Linked DNA regions of Hordeum vulgare: all the other regions are linked to region 3. A link is a contact called in public Hi-C data. All regions are on one chromosome and are shown on one strand. The core of a region is the stretch at or near the end of the contact, and the rest is flanking DNA. Distances in the headings are between cores, read along the strand shown. Region 1 holds the start of LOC123448845 (myb-related protein P-like). Region 2 has its middle 100 kb from the start of LOC123448845. Region 3 holds the start of LOC123448844 (protein SHORT ROOT IN SALT MEDIUM 1-like). Region 4 holds the start of LOC123448841.

The links. Hi-C and Micro-C count contacts between places; a contact is called where the count stands out from the background.
Region 1: a contact with region 3 is called in a Hi-C map of leaf, with 10 times the contacts expected there. The contact joins the promoter of LOC123448845 here to the promoter of LOC123448844 in region 3. A contact is called at or near these places in 4 of 6 Hi-C or Micro-C datasets (leaf and seedling) and 1 of 1 datasets of contacts at active chromatin or transcription factors (embryo).
Region 2: a contact with region 3 is called in a Hi-C map of leaf, with 4 times the contacts expected there. The contact joins the enhancer-like site here to the promoter of LOC123448844 in region 3. A contact is called at or near these places in 2 of 6 Hi-C or Micro-C datasets (both in leaf) and 1 of 1 datasets of contacts at active chromatin or transcription factors (embryo).
Region 4: a Hi-C map of leaf shows a contact between it and region 3, with 4 times the contacts expected there. The contact joins the promoter of LOC123448841 here to the promoter of LOC123448844 in region 3. A contact is called at or near these places in 4 of 6 Hi-C or Micro-C datasets (leaf and seedling).

What each region holds. Positions count from the first base shown.
Region 1 is chr4H:434,647,047-434,651,157 of MorexV3_pseudomolecules_assembly, forward strand. LOC123448845 (myb-related protein P-like) reads left to right here and starts at 1,553. Exons shown (of 3, transcript XM_045125868.1): 1 at 1,553-1,996; 2 at 2,191-2,320. The coding sequence starts at 1,864.
Region 2 is chr4H:434,544,800-434,549,261 of MorexV3_pseudomolecules_assembly, forward strand. No RefSeq gene overlaps it. Among protein-coding and RNA genes, the nearest start is that of LOC123448845, 100 kb to the right of the region's middle. Within about 2 kb of position 1,807, at least 3 of the 3 cell types and tissues checked have open chromatin away from gene starts, as enhancers often do. A contact at or near this core is called in leaf, where this site is marked.
Region 3 is chr4H:433,746,402-433,750,618 of MorexV3_pseudomolecules_assembly, forward strand. LOC123448844 (protein SHORT ROOT IN SALT MEDIUM 1-like) reads right to left here and starts at 1,984. Exons shown (of 22, transcript XM_045125867.1): 1 at 1,794-1,984; 2 at 1,457-1,633; 3 at 1,208-1,342. The coding sequence starts at 1,531.
Region 4 is chr4H:432,761,145-432,765,313 of MorexV3_pseudomolecules_assembly, forward strand. LOC123448841 reads left to right here and starts at 2,534. Exons shown (of 7, transcript XM_045125864.1): 1 at 2,534-2,697; 2 at 2,854-2,920. The coding sequence starts at 2,543.

The DNA of each region.
Region 1 (4,111 bases), core at 303-2,802, 900 kb after region 3:
TTCCGAAAATACTTGTCCTACAAATAGATGTATCTAGACTTATTTTAGTTATAGATACATCTATTTTATATATTTTTAGGACAAGTATTTCCGGACGGAGGGAGTGTTATATTATGGAATGAAAGTAGTACACACCGGATACTGAATTTTCCTCTCTTTTCAGGCAATTTCAACCCAAACAAGTTTTTGAATCACGGCACACATCAACGGTCATGGGAGGATGTAGAGCTGCATGTCTCCGCACCTGCGTGTCCACGCGAATTTCCGTCGACCATGATGAATCTAGGTGTGCAGGCCCGTCTCGAAGGTATATACCTCATGTCACTTTCGAGGCATTATACGCACTAATGCAAACGTCACAGCGAGGCATGATACGGAGGGACCGATCGATACGCTGGACCGGGAAGGACACCGAGCGCCGGCCCCGATCGATCGATTTGCCCACCTCGATCGAGCTACTAGAGATCAACAGCCGCAGAGACCGAAAGGGAAGGCTCGGTCGGAACACAGCGTCGTCGATCGAGGCACACGCGGAAATCTTCAGGATTACTCGCCCAAGGCCGAACAGGTCGCCCGGCCCGTTTTTTCTTCCCCGCGAGTACACAGGACAGACACGAACAGCGCAGCTCACGTTGCGTGACAAATCACAGTCGTCGTCATAGCGCAGCTAGCTTGTAGCATGCGTAATGGGAACACACTGGTTATACTGCCCGTGTTTTCCTTTTTGCGAGGAAAAGTACTACGCGTGTTAGGTGCGCGCGTGCGCGTCATGTTGTGTTGCATCAGGTTTGGTCGATGTGCGTATCGTCTTGTGTTGCATCAGATTTGGTTGATGTGTGAATCGTCTTGTGTTGCATCGGATTTGGTCGATGTATTCCGGATCTCATGCTTCGTACAGCAAACGTGAACACTAGGAGATATCTTCCGAATCAATGTATGGAATCATTTTTTCAATACGTACTCCAGTTTCATCTGCATCGCTTTGCCATTTGGCATGCATGCATGGTGATACTCGCTTTATTAACCAAAAAAATACTGTAATGTTTATAGAGATACAAAGTCATTCGTGGATCGGAAAACCATACCAGACGACCAACATGAAGAGATGAAGCATATCTAGGGTAGGGAGCATGTAAGTAGAAGCTCGGGCGGAGAAGATTACGAGCTAGCTAGGAAGAGATGAACCTTGAAGCATATACATCGGAAGCCTTGTTTATATATCTTCTCCATGCAGTTCCGGGATATACAGTAGCTAGTATACGAAATTGTATATCTACGTACTCGGGGCAGCCTGATCTGATGGTAAACAGATACTAGTATTTCGCTTTCCGAAGATCCTCGAGTAAATACACAGTACACGGGGGCCGGTGTGTATAACGATCCATGTGCGCGGACAACGTGGTCGCTGGAGAGGCCGCGAAGAGGACGATGGTGAGGCCTTGCGCCACGACGCCCAAAGGTCCCGGGGCGCCCACGTACCCCTGCCTCCAGCCACACGGCCGCTCAGGCCCCTACTCGGGGCAAAGTTTAATTCCCGATCCTACGTACCAGTAACACCGTCTCCCCGGCCCGGGCCGACGCCTCGCGGTGCTATATTATGGCGCCTTGCCTTGCCGCCTGCGTGGCCGAAGCTAGCTCGATCACCTCCCTAGCTATAGATCAGGGCCGCCAAAGGAAGATCATCGCCCATCCCCTTGATCTCTCACACTAACTCCTTTTGGACGCGAGCGCGGATCGACTACACGTCTACACCCACCGCGCTCGACCTGCTATAGTATCTAGCTAGCTAGCCTCGGCCGGCGACAACGGGCGGTTTGCTCGTGTGTTGGGAGATATATAGGGAGGCTCGTCGTATACAAGGGGATGGGGAGGGCGCCGTGCTGCGAGAAGGTGGGGCTGAAGCGGGGAAGGTGGACGGCGGAGGAGGACGACATACTCGCAAACTACATTGCCCAGCACGGCGAGGGCTCATGGAGGTCTCTACCCAAGAATGCAGGTAAATACTTATGGCATAAGCCCATGCATGTGCGAGCTAGAGCATCATTCATGACTAGTTTAGCTACTTCTTTGCCTGCAGCAGCAGGTACTATATACTTGATTAGCTGAAACTTATAGCACATATTAACTAGGAATTTCATCACTACCATGCATGCATGTATGTTAATCTGTTCCTGCTCCCATTGTATACAGGGCTACTGAGGTGTGGCAAGAGCTGCAGGCTGCGGTGGATCAACTACCTGAGAGACGGGGTGAGGAGGGGCAACATCTCCAAGGAGGAGGACGACCTCATCGTCAAACTTCATGCCACCCTTGGCAACAGGTACGAGTCTGTGGATGCTCCTAATTTCGTTTACCTTTAATTTTAACAGGTAGTAACTCGCTATACACATAATTAATGAGTAATAAAAGTTCCATACCGCATGCATCTATCGGCAGGCGAGCCTTTTTAAAAAAAATAAAAAATGAGAGTCACAGGCTCACAACCACATGGATCATGGATCAGTCCAAAAGAGGTAAGTAAAAATAGTGCTAGTGCATTGACTACTGTTTCTGGCAGCACATGACTTTGTCACCTGCGGTCAGAAACTGGCAACCGTGAAAATGCTCCGATGGAATATGATTAGTAAAAGAGCTCTGTAGGCCGTATGCGTGTACCACAAAATTAGACGACATCCGACTGTTTAGGTCGAGAGTTCAGATATCACATCCAGTATGCTACTGTACATAAACTTGTACTACAACGTCCGACAGTTCGTGTTGAGAGTTGAGGCATCACGTCTAATACGCTACTATACATAAATCATGCTGTACTGCTCGTCTCATGACTGAGAATTAACACATGCGTCACTTCGTTTTCTCGTCCGTCGTCGTTTCATGTGCTTTTTCTACTGTGCATAATTAATATAATGCTGTCTTTTCTGTCAGGTCACTTTTTAGCTATAGTGTGTTCGTCGCTAGTTGCGTCCAAACCTATGGCGGAAGGGCATGGCGCGTCTGCAGTCTGATCGCTCCTCTCTATCGCCATAAATGCACGAAACCTTCTAGCCTCTAGGCAACACACGCGCGTCCTGCATGGCCAGCCCGGCCCTCTCTGTCAAGAAAGGTAGCCAAGCTCGGTAATTTGTAGAGCGTGGAGAGATACACGTAGGCGGATGCATGGTCTGTCAATGCTTGACTACATATTTGTGTCTTCAGTGCCCGCACGTAGTCCCTTTAACTCCAACACAAACTTGCTTGCCTATAGTACGTAAAAAAAAACTATTTCTTTCCCTTTCTGTCTAGAAAAAAACACCTGCACGGGACGTGATCAGTGATGTATGCTTTCCCGTGTTGAAACGCATATATAACGCACAAGATAGCTACCGCTAGCAGCTAGCCAGTGGGATTTTCAACACCTAGGTCCAATCCCCTTTCTGTCTCTCCACCTAGGTCCAATCAGTGGGATTTTCAACATATGTGTATTCATTAAAAAATATGTTTTTTGCGGGGTCAATTAGAAAATACTGCCATTGTTTTTATTTATTCTGCATATTAGTTTGTACTAAATTAAACTTTATAAAGTTTGATCAAGTTTATAGGTAACAATTTAAACTTTTACAATACTCCTAACAAATATATGTGATATAAAAGTATATTGAATGATGATTGTAATAGTAATGATTGGTATGTGGATGTTAATAATTTGTTACATAAACTTGGTCAATGTTTGACTCGAAACAAAGTTAATATGTGAAGTAAACAAAAATGAAGGGAGTATATATTATTAGTAAAAAGTAAAAAAAATTTATTGCAACACAACAAAAAATATTCTCATGTAAATATTGCAACAATATTACCTCGTTCCAAATAGTACCATCAGATTTGTCGTGCAAACATTTCCATTCTTTTCTGACAATTTGTACCTATAAATTTAAATAATGTTATGAGGAACATATTGAACCACATGATTGTGTCTTTTTTGTGTGTGTTTTTTGTGTGTGTGTCCAGAATAGCATATTTAAGAAAGAAGGGAGTAGATGACTTCAAGGAAAACATATAACAAATATCTCTCTCCACTTTCCAACTAAAAAATCTCCCCCTTTCTAACTTTTTTGGGCTCTCTCTCTCTCTC
Region 2 (4,462 bases), core at 557-3,056, 800 kb after region 3:
AATGTTCGCTAGGATCTGCCACTTCCAGTGACGATGAGGCTAGAGGGTATCACATTCGACACCTGCGTGGTTGGGTAGGTACTTCCCTCCTTCCTTACCTTGATTTTGCCACCCCACCTCACCTCACCTTCACCTTCTATCCTCTCCTTTGTTGTAGGTCACCATGATGTAGAGACAGCGATGCCGTCAGGAGGGCGCCGACTTTGTCCTGCGCGAGAAGGAAGAGAAATGGCGTACTCTAACGCCGAAGATGCAATCCTATCCTTATTTTTTGGCATGAGGGTCTCGGCCAGGATAGAAGCGCTTCTCGTCGTTCCGCAAGAATGGATATCATTACAAGTACATGTAAAAAAGAGATGAATATATGGAATTGGCTTACACTCACCACAAGCTAATCATGAACATCTCAATAGAGCAATATATTCAATCACCATCGAGAAGAGCAGGGTACGACAACAGATGAAATCAAACGAATAAAACAACGTCCATCCTTGCTATCCCAGGCTGCCGCCCTGGAACCCATCCTAGATTGATGATCATGAAGAAGAAGAAACTCCAAATAGAACAATCATCGCGCTCACGTCAAGTATCACTTTACCTATACCTACAACTGTTGTTGTACTAATCTGTGAGCCATAGGGACTCAGCAATCTCATTTCCAAAGGTATCAAGACCAGCAAAGCTTAATGGGTGAGGTATGGTTAACTGGTCAGGCTGCAACAAGCAACTAAGCATTTACTTGAGTGTCTAACTTACGAGTATAAGGATAAGAGGGGGTGATCGAGCAAGGTCGCCCGATGTGCCGACGATCCCCAGAGGATCAACGTTTCTCGTTCTCACGTCACAACAAATGAGCGATTGTTACCATGCAAAAACACCGAGTTGCCCCGGGTAGCGTTAATAAGCTGCTCTGGGTTGGACCAACACTCATGAGGAGCACTGGCCCGGGGGTTGATTAATTATCCACGGAGGTCGATGGATCCCTATGAAATTTTATTAATTATTAGGCAAATGTAGTGCCAATGTTGATGTAACAGCCCGAACCGACGCTCTGGAAGATTCCCTTTCGTTCCATTGTTGCCTTGTGATTTATTTGGTTGTCGCGGTCTTCATCGCATCATTCGCATCATGCGCATAGCGCTGTCATTCCATTACCGTCATTTTTCAAAACTTGCATCCGTTATTAGTTGATGGTCCTCTCCGTTTTTGTCGTTGACCATTTGAGACCAACCACATACGCGCGCCCGTGGCACCAATAATATTTTGTTTTTTAAAAGTGTGTATAATTTTTTTTCGGATTGGGTTGAAAGTTTCCAGGTGGTCTTCTTTTAATGTAGGTAGGCTGCCTACCAAATTCGTTGCAATAGGAGTCAATTTGATACGAGAACCATTAAATGTATAGCGACACTATAGTCGTCAAATTGTTGGACGTTTTCGGTTTATAAAAACTCTTTCATGGGCCACAACCTTCTCTCTCATCCCCACCTAGCCCATCTACACAACCCACTAGACCCACCTAGCCCGTTCCTCCATTCATGGTCGTCGGATCGCGATCGGACGGACGAGGTCCATTCCAACATAAACCATTCCCTATATAAATCCACCTTGTGAAGAGAGATTCTCACTCAACTAGGATTCCCCTAGCCAAATTTGCAGCCGTCCCCTAAAACACCCTTACTTCTAGCCCCACATCCCTCCAATCCCAAGATCCCCACTCCCTCTCCAATTTCAGCCCTCAGATCTGAAATTAGAGGGTCCATATTCGTCCTCCAGCCCCGTCGGACATGTCCGTGGCCGACGTGGACATGTCCGGGCGACCCCAGTGCCCCAAGCACCTGCCTCCAGCCAGTGTTGCCTCTCTTTCCCACGGCCCTTGCTGGAGCACCGCCCGGCCGGCCACCTGAGCGTGCCGCCGCGCCCCTTGCCGCCTCAGCCGACCACCGCGGCGCGCCCCCGTCCGAGCCGCGATCAGCCGCGCGTGTCGTTGCTCCTCCCTGTGTCCGCCATGCACGCCTCCCATCTCGGTCTCCCCAATCCGATCTGCCAACGCCGGCGATCAGAGCCACCGCCAAGTTTGGAGCCGGGACCTCCACGACTAGATCCTTCGATCCCCGACCTTGCCGCCCTTGGTTGCCCCCGCCATTGCCGGCAACCGCTGTGCAGTCGCCGCCCCTGTAACCCTCCTTGTGCGGGCGCACGAGGAGGACAACGTGCCCGCAGCAACCGCTGCAGGGCCGCCACCTCGTCCAGCCTCGCCGTTGCTGGCCCAGCTCGCGGAATCGGCCTCGAGGCCGAGCTCCCCACCGCACCTCTAGTCGGCATCAGCCTCTCCACCGACTTGGGCCAGAGCTCACTAGGTGAGCAGACCCATCCCCGCTATCAGATCCCCGTGGGCAGTATTTAATATTATGAGCCTAATAGATTCGTCCTAGTTAACGTTTTTCCTATAGAACGATTTTTCCAATTTAATATTATGAGCTCCTAATATATTATGACCAATTTTAATTAAAAAAATGCATCATTTTAAAATGCCAATAACTAATTAACCGTGGGTCGCATGTAAAAACTTTATATATGTAAGATGCTTAGTTTTTGTGTAGATTAATAATTTGCAACTTTCACACATGTTAAAAATATTTAAACGAGTTGTTTGCTTTGTTTTGCATGATGTCATATTAAATTTTTTAATCCGTAGCAAAATAACCGTGCGTCGGATTTAAAAACTTTGTACATAAAAATGTTTAGAATTTTGTGTAGTTTCACAATATTCTACTTTTAACCATGCTAACAATACTTAACTACCTGTTTTCATGTAATTTGCTTTAATTTCATGTCAAAACGGTTTAATTCATAACTAATTAATCATTGCTCCGATTAAAATGTTCCATATATGTAACTTGACTAGAAAAATATGTAGAATGACGTGGTAGCATTTATTTTTTTGTTTAATAACTATAAAATTGTGTAATAGGCAGAATAGTACCGGAACCTTAATTTGCATATGGGACTTTCCGGAATTGTTATTCGTTGTTCTGGCCTCATTTAAACTTGCCTGGAATTTCATGTAGTTTCTTAATAACTTGTTGTATCCATAATTTATATATTTGTGGCTGTCATTTGCATAGATTTTACATCCATGTCATATTATCTTGTGATGATCATATCTTTTAAACCGTAGCTCCGTTTTACGTGATCTATATATATGTAAATTGACTAGAATGACGTGTAGAATCACATGTTTCGTTTTATTTAGTTGTTTAATAAATATAAAATGTTTCTAGTTGATATGTGGACCGGTTTCAAAATTGACATATGAGATCATTTCGGAAATGCTATATATTGTTTCTGGCCTCATTTAAAATGCCTAGATAGTGTAGTTTATTTATGCTTCATTTCTTCCCACATTTAACAACATCTAATTTTGTCGTGTACATAAAGGAGAGTGAACTAAATATTTGAATGCGGAGTTTGGTCAATATGCAACTCGCTGCATATTGAGCTTCATTTAATGTGTAATATTAATTGTTGTGCTTGGCCATGCCTTGCATAATTGAAATGGACATGCATCATATTTAATTGTGCATCTTCTCATGAATATGTTTTGGTGTTTACCGTGTGTTCAATGTTGTTTCCGGATTGCTTCTTCTCAATAGAGTTGCGCAAGTGTGTCGGAGTGTGAGGATTCGTTCGACCATGTTGGTTCGTCTACTTCACGGATTCGTTCTTCTTCCAAGCGGATCACACACAAGATGCTCATTTCCCTAGATACCACTACTATCATTGCTATGCTAGTTGTCTCATTTCTATCTCTATATCTCGCTACCCACAACATAAATGTTAGCCTCCCAACATTTCCATGAAAACCTCTAACCCCCTCCACAACCCAACAAACCCTTGTTTGGCTATGTCAATGCTTTCTCAGCCTTCTTATAGCGTTGCTAGCAATAGGTGAAGTTGATTTTCCATGTGACAACATGAATTCCTTGTTATATCACCATATTTTTGCTATTTAATTTAATACACCTATACACTTGGTAAAAGGTGGAAGGCGTTGCCTTCTTGCTCGGTGTTTTGTTCCATCTTTGTCTCCTTAGTTACTTGTGTACCGATGTAATGGTCCATAATTGAGCGCTCCTAACATGCTTGGGGTTGTTATGGGGACCCCCTTGACTTTCATTTTGGGATATAACTCTTTTGGCAAGGCCCAACATTGGTACTATATTTATCTAGTAACTAATAAACTTGATAGGGACCAGTCGACTCCCGTGGATAATTAATCAACCCCCAGGTCAATGCTCCTCATGAGTGTGAGTCCAACCCAGAGCAGCTTATTAACGCTACCCGAGGAAACTTAGTGTTTGGCGTGGTAACCATCGCTCATCTGGTATGCCATGAGAACGAGATACGCAAGTCCTATAAGGATCATTGACACATCGGGCAGCCTTGCTGGATTTGTTTTACC
Region 3 (4,217 bases), core at 734-3,233:
GTAGTCTTCATACAGGTATAGATTGATTACTGTGGTTGATAGAGAAAGAAGTTGCACATGGAGGAAAACGACGTGGTTTCAGATATCACATCATCATAAGAAGCTATAGTAAAGCAGTTGTGGGAGCTATGACTTCTATCTATACCTACGCAAAGTAATGGCAACATTTGTGTCATTCTATCCAAACCAACCCAAGTAAGGTGTAAGATCAAGATCTTGGATTTCACCCAGCTTCAGAGCCGGAATTGTTGAGGAGCTCAGTGATCCATAAGGGACCGAAGTTACCAGTTTGGGATAGCTTAAGGCCCTTAAGTCCTTCAGGTAAAGCTTGTGCTCTCCCAAAAGGCATGAAAATGTAGCTGTAAAATGATGCAAGTTCAGTGCTAGAACATTAGGGAAGGTGGCAAAGGGATACTGTGCAAGAGCTGTTGCTTTATAACTTATATAAACTATACACCTTCCATTAAATAAATAAAAAAGGTGATGACGGGACTTATCTTTCAGACTGAGGAAGATCGACAGCTTATGTAGGCAGATCTTAGGAGTCAAAAATTTCCAAAGTTTACCTTGTTCAAAAGGAAAGCTTTTACAGGACTGGAGGAAGTATACAATCAATCTTTATATTGCTCAGATCATCCCATAGAGCTGTTTTAAATTTCTGGATTGTACAGCAAATTCTCTACTAACTCTAATAGAAAGCAAATGTTTAGACCTTGTTTCCATTTCCAAAGCAGGCATGGTAGACTTTGAAATACATAATTTGTTTTTATTATGCATGGATTATTTCTGTGCATAAAAGATAAAGCAAAGAGTAGAGAAGGAATATAAATGGATCTTTTCGGGTTCAGAAACAAGCTGATTCTTCAAATACTCCCATTTGTTTTAGTTATAGACCAATAATGCCGGGCACTAGCTTTAACATTGGTCAACCTAGGATTTGCTAATCACAGATGTGCATGTGGACCCATTAATTCCCTATAAAGCATGTACTGGATCATATTCAGATACAATTGGATTGATATCTAATAACCTTGCTTATTTGCCTTCACTCAAGGAGATGCCTTTGGCATACACGAGTACAACAGAAACTGACAAACGACAACGCACACAATTCAATTACATGTGTAACATCAATGAGCAGTAAGCAACATTAGGAAACAAAATTAATTGCATCCGGAATTCAAATTGAAAAGGAGCACAAATTAACCTTCTGTGCGCCATAAACCGCAGCGTAAGGCCCTCCATACTGCCCGACAGCACCCTGTGCCGCATTGCCGCCAAACTGACGGCCATCAGTGCCACCAGCTGCAGCAGTAGATGCCGCATACCCACCGCTACCAGGCTGCCAAAACCCAACCAAAATGGCGCAAGTGTTTGCACGCATATATCAGAACCTTGCAACATTAGATAGGGTTTGCCGATCAAAGCATCAGATGAGTTTTCCAGAGCGGCTTACAATTTTGCCGTACGGTTGCTGCGCACCATACTGCGGCGGCTGGCCGTAGGGATTGGGCCCTTTCTTCGGAAACATTGCAGATGTGACCGCCTCAGATCCTGTGGATCACAAGACCCGACCGAAACACCGCGCGGAAGCAAGCCAACACAGACGGCCGGCGCAGCTGCACACAAGCTTCTGCAGGGAAAAATATATCCTATCAATTACATATGCGGCGGAAAATTCATCAGTAATCAATCCAGGACAACCACGCACGCGGGCATGACCGGGACGGACCAGGCGATTTAGTTGCTGACAAATACAGAAAAGGTGAAACCCATGGACTTCTAGGGCTTACCTGTGGAGCGTGGACGAGGAGGCTATGCGTTGGGATGCTGAGATAGTCTTCGAAAGAGATTGGGCTCAGCAGAAGACAACGTCGGCAGCGGCGCCGTGGTGAACGGCGGGATCGGCGGCGGTGGAGGACGAAGAGAAGGGGTTGGGAAACTGGGGTTCAGGCTAGTTGTACATCGGTCTGAACGAAGGATGTGCAAGCGCAGCGTAACTGCCAAAGATATCCTAGCAGGAATTCTGTTGGGCCGCGTTGAGTGCCCGATGATAGTTTGGGCTGGACATGGAACGAGACTTGGCCCATCCGAGTATAACAACGGCCTTGCAGCCTACTGATTCATATGGACAGCCTAAAAATATTAGTACTTATCAATATGGGTCTCCCTTGGAAGTGATCGCAGAAAATTCTTGCAGAACTCATTTGTGAAGAACAATCAGCTTTTTTCCATGTCGTTTGATTACTATACTGACAACATTATATATGTCGAATGTCTCATCGTGGATCACGTCGTCAAGCCACCCGGTCGCTCTCTCTAGTTGAGAAGGTTGGCAATGTTGATAGAGGCTCAAATAGAAATGCTAATGGTTTTTATCTATGGATATGGAGGAGGTATTGTCCCTTAGGATGGCCTTTTTTGAATAAAACCATTAGGATGGCTTCTTTGACATCCCATCAAGTTCAACCAGGTTCCTAATGAAATAGTTTAGTAGCAACGATTGGTATGCACACGAGGAAGCTTAGATGATTCTAGCGTTCATCAAGGCGGATAACAAGAATATAGACAATCATATTATCATCTGGAACAGTTCCACACCGGTTGATACAAGTAAGACTCCCATCCAGCCAAGTCGCTTCTTCTACAAAGTTTGTCAAGACGCCTTCAAAGCAGAGCGATGTTGTAGTTATCAAGAGATGTTAGACATGGCGTAAATTAAATTCCCCCCTTCAATGTTGTGGGTTGCTTTACGGCTGAACTTGATGATTTATGAGATGCCTTTGAATTTGTACAATATATAGGCATTTTATTGCCTTGCTTATGTTGTATTGTTGAGGATTCCAATATAAATTTTTGTGTTGTTTCCACTAACCTTATTGCAGCCAAGAATAAAGACCCAATTTCAGGTACTCCAGTTTTATCTATTAAAATAGGAGATCATAATTGTTATGGGCTATGTGATTTGGGATTCAGTGCTAGTGCTATTCCTTTTTTCACTTTATCAAGAGATTATGAATGAGATTCTACCATGTGAAATTGAAGAAGTTGATGTTACTATTCATCTCGCAAACAAAGAAACTATCTCTCCTATTGGAATTGTATGAGATGTTGAAGTTCTATGTGGAAAGGTAAAGTATCCTATCGACTTTCTAGTACTTGGTTCAGTACAAGATAGTTTTTGCCCTATTATCTTTGGTAGGCCTTTTCTCAAAACTTGTGGAGCTATTATAGATTGGAGGAAAGGAAAAGTATCTGTTGAATTTAATGGTGAGCCATATGAATTTTACTTTTCTAAATTCTCGAAGCAAACTCGTGGTATTGATCTACTTAGTAATGATAAAATTATTGAAGAGATTGCTTCTATTGCTATTCCTCCAAATGATCCTTTGCAGCAATTTATGGAAAACCACGAGAATGATATGCATATGGAGGAAATGAATGAGCTAGATGACATATTCTTGAGACAACCTGCTATCCTGAAGCACAACCTTCTGGTTGAGCCTTTGGGGATTTTATCGAAACCAAAAGAAGACCCGGTGTTTGATCTTAAACCTCTTCCCAGTACGCTTAAGTATGCGTATTTAGATGAAAAGAAAGTATATACTGTTATGATCAATAACCTTTCAGGATATGAAGAAGAGCGATTATTGGAAGTCCTTCGTAAACACCGAGGCGCTATTGGTTATACCCTTGATGATCTTAAGGGGATTAGTCCATCTATTTGTCAGCATACTATCAATCTTGAGCCTGATGCTAAACCGGTTGTTGATCATCAACGACGGTTAAACCCGAAGATGGAGGATGTTGTGAGGACCGAAATCTTCAAGCTTCTAGCCGCACGTATTATCTACCCTATAACTGATAGTAAGTGGGTATGTCCAGTACATTGTGTTCCCAATAAAGGAGGTACGACTGTGGTTCCTAACGATAAGAATGAACTAATACCTCAAATAATTGTTATTGTATATAGAATGTGTATTGATTACAAGAAGCTGAACAAGGCAACCAGGAAGGACCACTACCCGCTGCCGCTCATCGACCAAATGCTTGAAAGGTTATCCAAAAACACTCACTTTTGCTATCTTGATGGGTACTCTGGCTTCGCTCAAATTCATGTTAATACTGCCGATCAAGAGAAGACCACTTTTACTTGTCCCTTTGGTACTTATGCTTATAGACGTATGCCTTTTGGTTTATGCAATGCTCCTGCTACT
Region 4 (4,169 bases), core at 1,284-3,783, 980 kb before region 3:
TTCTAGCTAGATCTGGCGAATGGGTGGGGTTAGGTCGTCCGATCTGTTTGACTGTGATGTTGCAGTAGCTAGTTGGGATGGATTTGAAGCATGCTAGGGGATGTTCATGGATGGATTGGTAGTATGCTTGGATGTTTATGGATGTATTGGTAGTATGCTTGGATGTTTATGGATGAATTAGTAGTGTGCTTGCATGTATGGTATGGTAATGTGCAAGTGTTGAACAAGATGATCCAAAGTGTCCATGATTAGTGTTGTCCTGAACTAGATCATCCATGTGTTCATATTTTATAGCTAGTTCATATTGTTGATGTGTAGTGTGATGTCCATGTTTACAGCTAGTTCATACTGTCCATCTATAGTGTCATGTCCATGTTTACAGCTAGTTCATATTGTCGATGTGTGTTGTGTTGTAGGACATGAGCACGTAGAAGTATAGTGTGACCATCGTGTCGTCCAAGAGCCCGTTCCCAGCGTTCTACGTCGAGGACTCCTAGGCTAACATCAAACAGATCCCTCTTGATTCAGAAGTTTTCGAGGTGCCGCCTACGGTTCCTCCATTTGTGCTGGATCAGCCCAATGTTGTGTCTCATGTGGCTGCTCGAAAGGCAGACGCAAAGGAGAACAAGGATGGCAGGGTGTGCAGCATGAAATGGAAGTCGTTCGTCTCCACTTTTGTGGATAACAAGATGTGTGAGATCATATCTAGTGGAGTAAGGACTGACAAGGGGTTCAAAGAGGTGCATATGAACTCTGTGGCAAAGCAAAACTTCGAGTTTTGTGGACACGAGGTCACCTCAATCCAGGTCTACAACTACCTGAGCAAGTGGGGAACGGGGTGGACCATCTCCTCAAAGTTGAGAGACCTGAGTGGTGCTTCATGGGATGAGGAGACCTGCACGATCATGTTGGAGGCAAAGCACTACCAAGGCCGCATAGCGGTTAGCTCACAAACCATGCCATTCTAACTAATCATCTCCTATGAACCATTTACATACTAACTAACCACCACTCTACCATGTTTCTTTCTTAGGATCACCCCAAGGACGGAGAGATCCTCAACACACCTATTCAGAATTACCACCAGGTGCAACAGGTCTTCTCCTTTGTGCTTGCCACCGACAAGCATGCCATGGGCTCTGGTCAGCTGTTGGGCTCGTCGATGCCGCTGATGCCCCCGATGCCCGAGTATCCAGACACCCAGGAGTCATACACCATCAACATTGCTGCTCCTGAGAAGGAAGGTCAGCACGTTCCTATGCTTTATAGGAAGAGGAAGCAGGCATGCTTCATGGAGGAGGAGCTAACCGTCTTCAGAAGCATGACTCACGCTGTGAAGGAAGTGGTCATCACCATCATGGAGAGCAAGATGGTCAACATCCACCTTGAGATCTACGGCACCGTGATGGACCAGATCGGCTTTAGCCCAGAGGCTCTCATGGTGGCTCTCAACCACCTGCTTGACAACAAAGCCGAGTGTGTTGGGTTTGTTGCCATGGGAGAGGCTCACGGGGTGTTGACTGAGGACATGAGTGGGTAAGCACTACTACTAGTGTCGTTTCTGCTGGTGGCGACGACGTGCATGATCCTCCACGATGACGATGACGACGTCTATTTTGTGTGGTCAGGTATTTGGAACAATCTCATGGTCTATATATTTTTGATGAGATGGTATATACTGACCCCTCACAGTGATCCGTACGGTGATCACCACCTTGCGATGGTGGGATTACACCCTCTTTTGAATGCGGTGGTAGGATGACACCGACGTAGTGGTAGGTTGAACTTGGTATGTGGTATGATCATGCATGCTTACTAATGCTCTTATGCTCCATTGCTTATGTGCTTGTTGCTTCATTGCTTGCTCCCAAGAGTGCTCCATTGCTTATGTGTTTGTTGCTTCATTGCTTGATTCTAGAGTACTTCATTGCTTGTTGCTTCAAAATATTGCTCATTTGCACTGCTAGGACAAGTGGTATATCGTATTCGAAGGGAGGGTTCTAGGGGCTTATAGTTCATGGAAAGGTTGCGACAAACAAGTTTCAAGGTACAACAACCAAAAGCCACAGAGGGTTTAAAACTAGACAGGAGGCAAAAGATGCTTACTCCAAGTATGTGCTAGAAGGAGGGATGCAGCAAGGTTGAGGTTGCCAATATGGATCGTCTGTTTGGGCTGAAGAACTTCATCATTTTCGTCGAGTTCATCACCATTATAGTGTTTTGATGCTAGTGTGCTCAGTGTGATCGTGTGTAAGTTGTTGTCGTAGTGGGTAAGCTCATCAAATGGGATACAAGGTAAGCACAACGGTATGCTCGTATGAAATCAAACAACATGCACTCGTGTGACGACATACAATACGAGCAACTAAACATAGAGCAAAGAGGCATCGCTATGATACAGGAAAAGTATATGTGGTCAATCAATCAATCGTGCAAATGATGATTTTTTGTCTGCATATATTCAACCAGGCTCTAGTAGGTTAAATATGCAAAGTGAAACGATGGAACCAACCAAACGCGCCCTTAGCGACATGCGGTAGGCATGTATGTGATGTCTGTTGTGCACCAGGTCTTTATGGTTCTCACGCGTGCGACCTCTATATATATCGTCTCACCCCTCTCTGGCTCACACTTGACTTCTCTCTCCTTGCCTCCCCCTCCTCCTCGTCTTCTTCCCACCCACACAGGCTACACAAGGTTTTTCCTCCCCTCTCAACTACCCAACACGCCTGCCGATTTTATTTCAGGACATTTTTCCTAACGATCTTCACGCCAAAGCTTCTCGCCATCTTGCCGTTTATTCGGCCGTAGCAAAGCACTGAATCTTCAAATGGGTGTGTGTGTTTCTTGCAGAGCGGCGACGGAGGAGATGGCAGGCTGCGGTGAAGCCAAGACATCATCGGTTTCCATGGATGAAGAGGTGAGTTCCCATACCATAGCCTGTGTGAATCGCTTGCCGGCAAAAAACAGTCATGCATGATCGGTCGATGATTACAATTTGTAACTTCTTCTTTCGGTAGTCTCCGATTGCAATGGTTTCCTTGGTCAAGCCTTGTGAATTATGGGAGGCTTGTAGTTAGTAACTTGGTAGAGAGATCGGTGGAGTGAGTAATACGTTCAGATATTCGCTGTACATGAACGCCATTGATGCATAACGGAGAAAGCTTGGGAGTCTTAACCAACCCAACTTGGAAAACAGGGCTTGCTTAGGTTAGGAAGCTGTTCTCGGTGAGCATAATCCTGTGCCCTGTCCCTGTCCACCCTACTCTGACATAAATATGCAGAGCAAGCCCGTCAGTTATCTCTGTTCAAGCGTGTCGATCGCGTGTAGCATAAGAATCAGCGGGCATAGAAGAGGAATTCTTAGGAGCCTGTTTGATTGGTTGTAGTGCTCTGCTAGCCACTAAACAAAATGGCTAACTTTGTCAGTTTTCTGATGCTAAAAGTTGGTATTTGGGTGCTTCTTAATTTGGAACTTGAGTGCTACTAGAAGCGGTTTTAACCCGCAAGACTGCGGTTTTAACCATTCAGAGGAAGTTCCTAGAGAGCATTACCTAACTCGGTCCTTGATGAAGACGCTCTTATCCTCGACACCTACTTCGCAAACCTGCAATGTCCTAATCTATTAAAGATTCTGCACCATTTGTTACTTCAAGTACGCACCGCTATAGGTTACGTGCAACCATTGCAGATTGCTCCTACTGACACCGCGCGCACCAGCATTTGCTAACAACGTACTTCAGTACCAAGAAGGAACTAATGAAGGATCAATCATGCGTGCGATTCGAGAATCTATTGACCGATCAAAAAGGCTGTGAAGGGAACAAAGATGATGCGTGTATGCGTCCATGATGGCTGACGGGCTGCCGCTTGTCCGCGCACGCCGCTGCTGTCACACTTTCACTGACCGCCACACTGGCCCTGCCCAAGCAAGAATCTCTCACCTGGCCTGCGTCATCTCTGCAGCTGCATCGGCCAGCTACGCAGGAGTAGTACTACGAACGAACAAACACCTGTGGTGTGGTACCTTCCTTCCCATATCAACAGTTCACCAATCACCACGACGCCAAGAAGTCGACACGACGGCGGCAACGAAACGAGCCCTCTGGTCTGGATCGATCGGACGGACGGAGCCTGTCGCTCTCGTGGGCTTTGTTAGGGGATCGCCA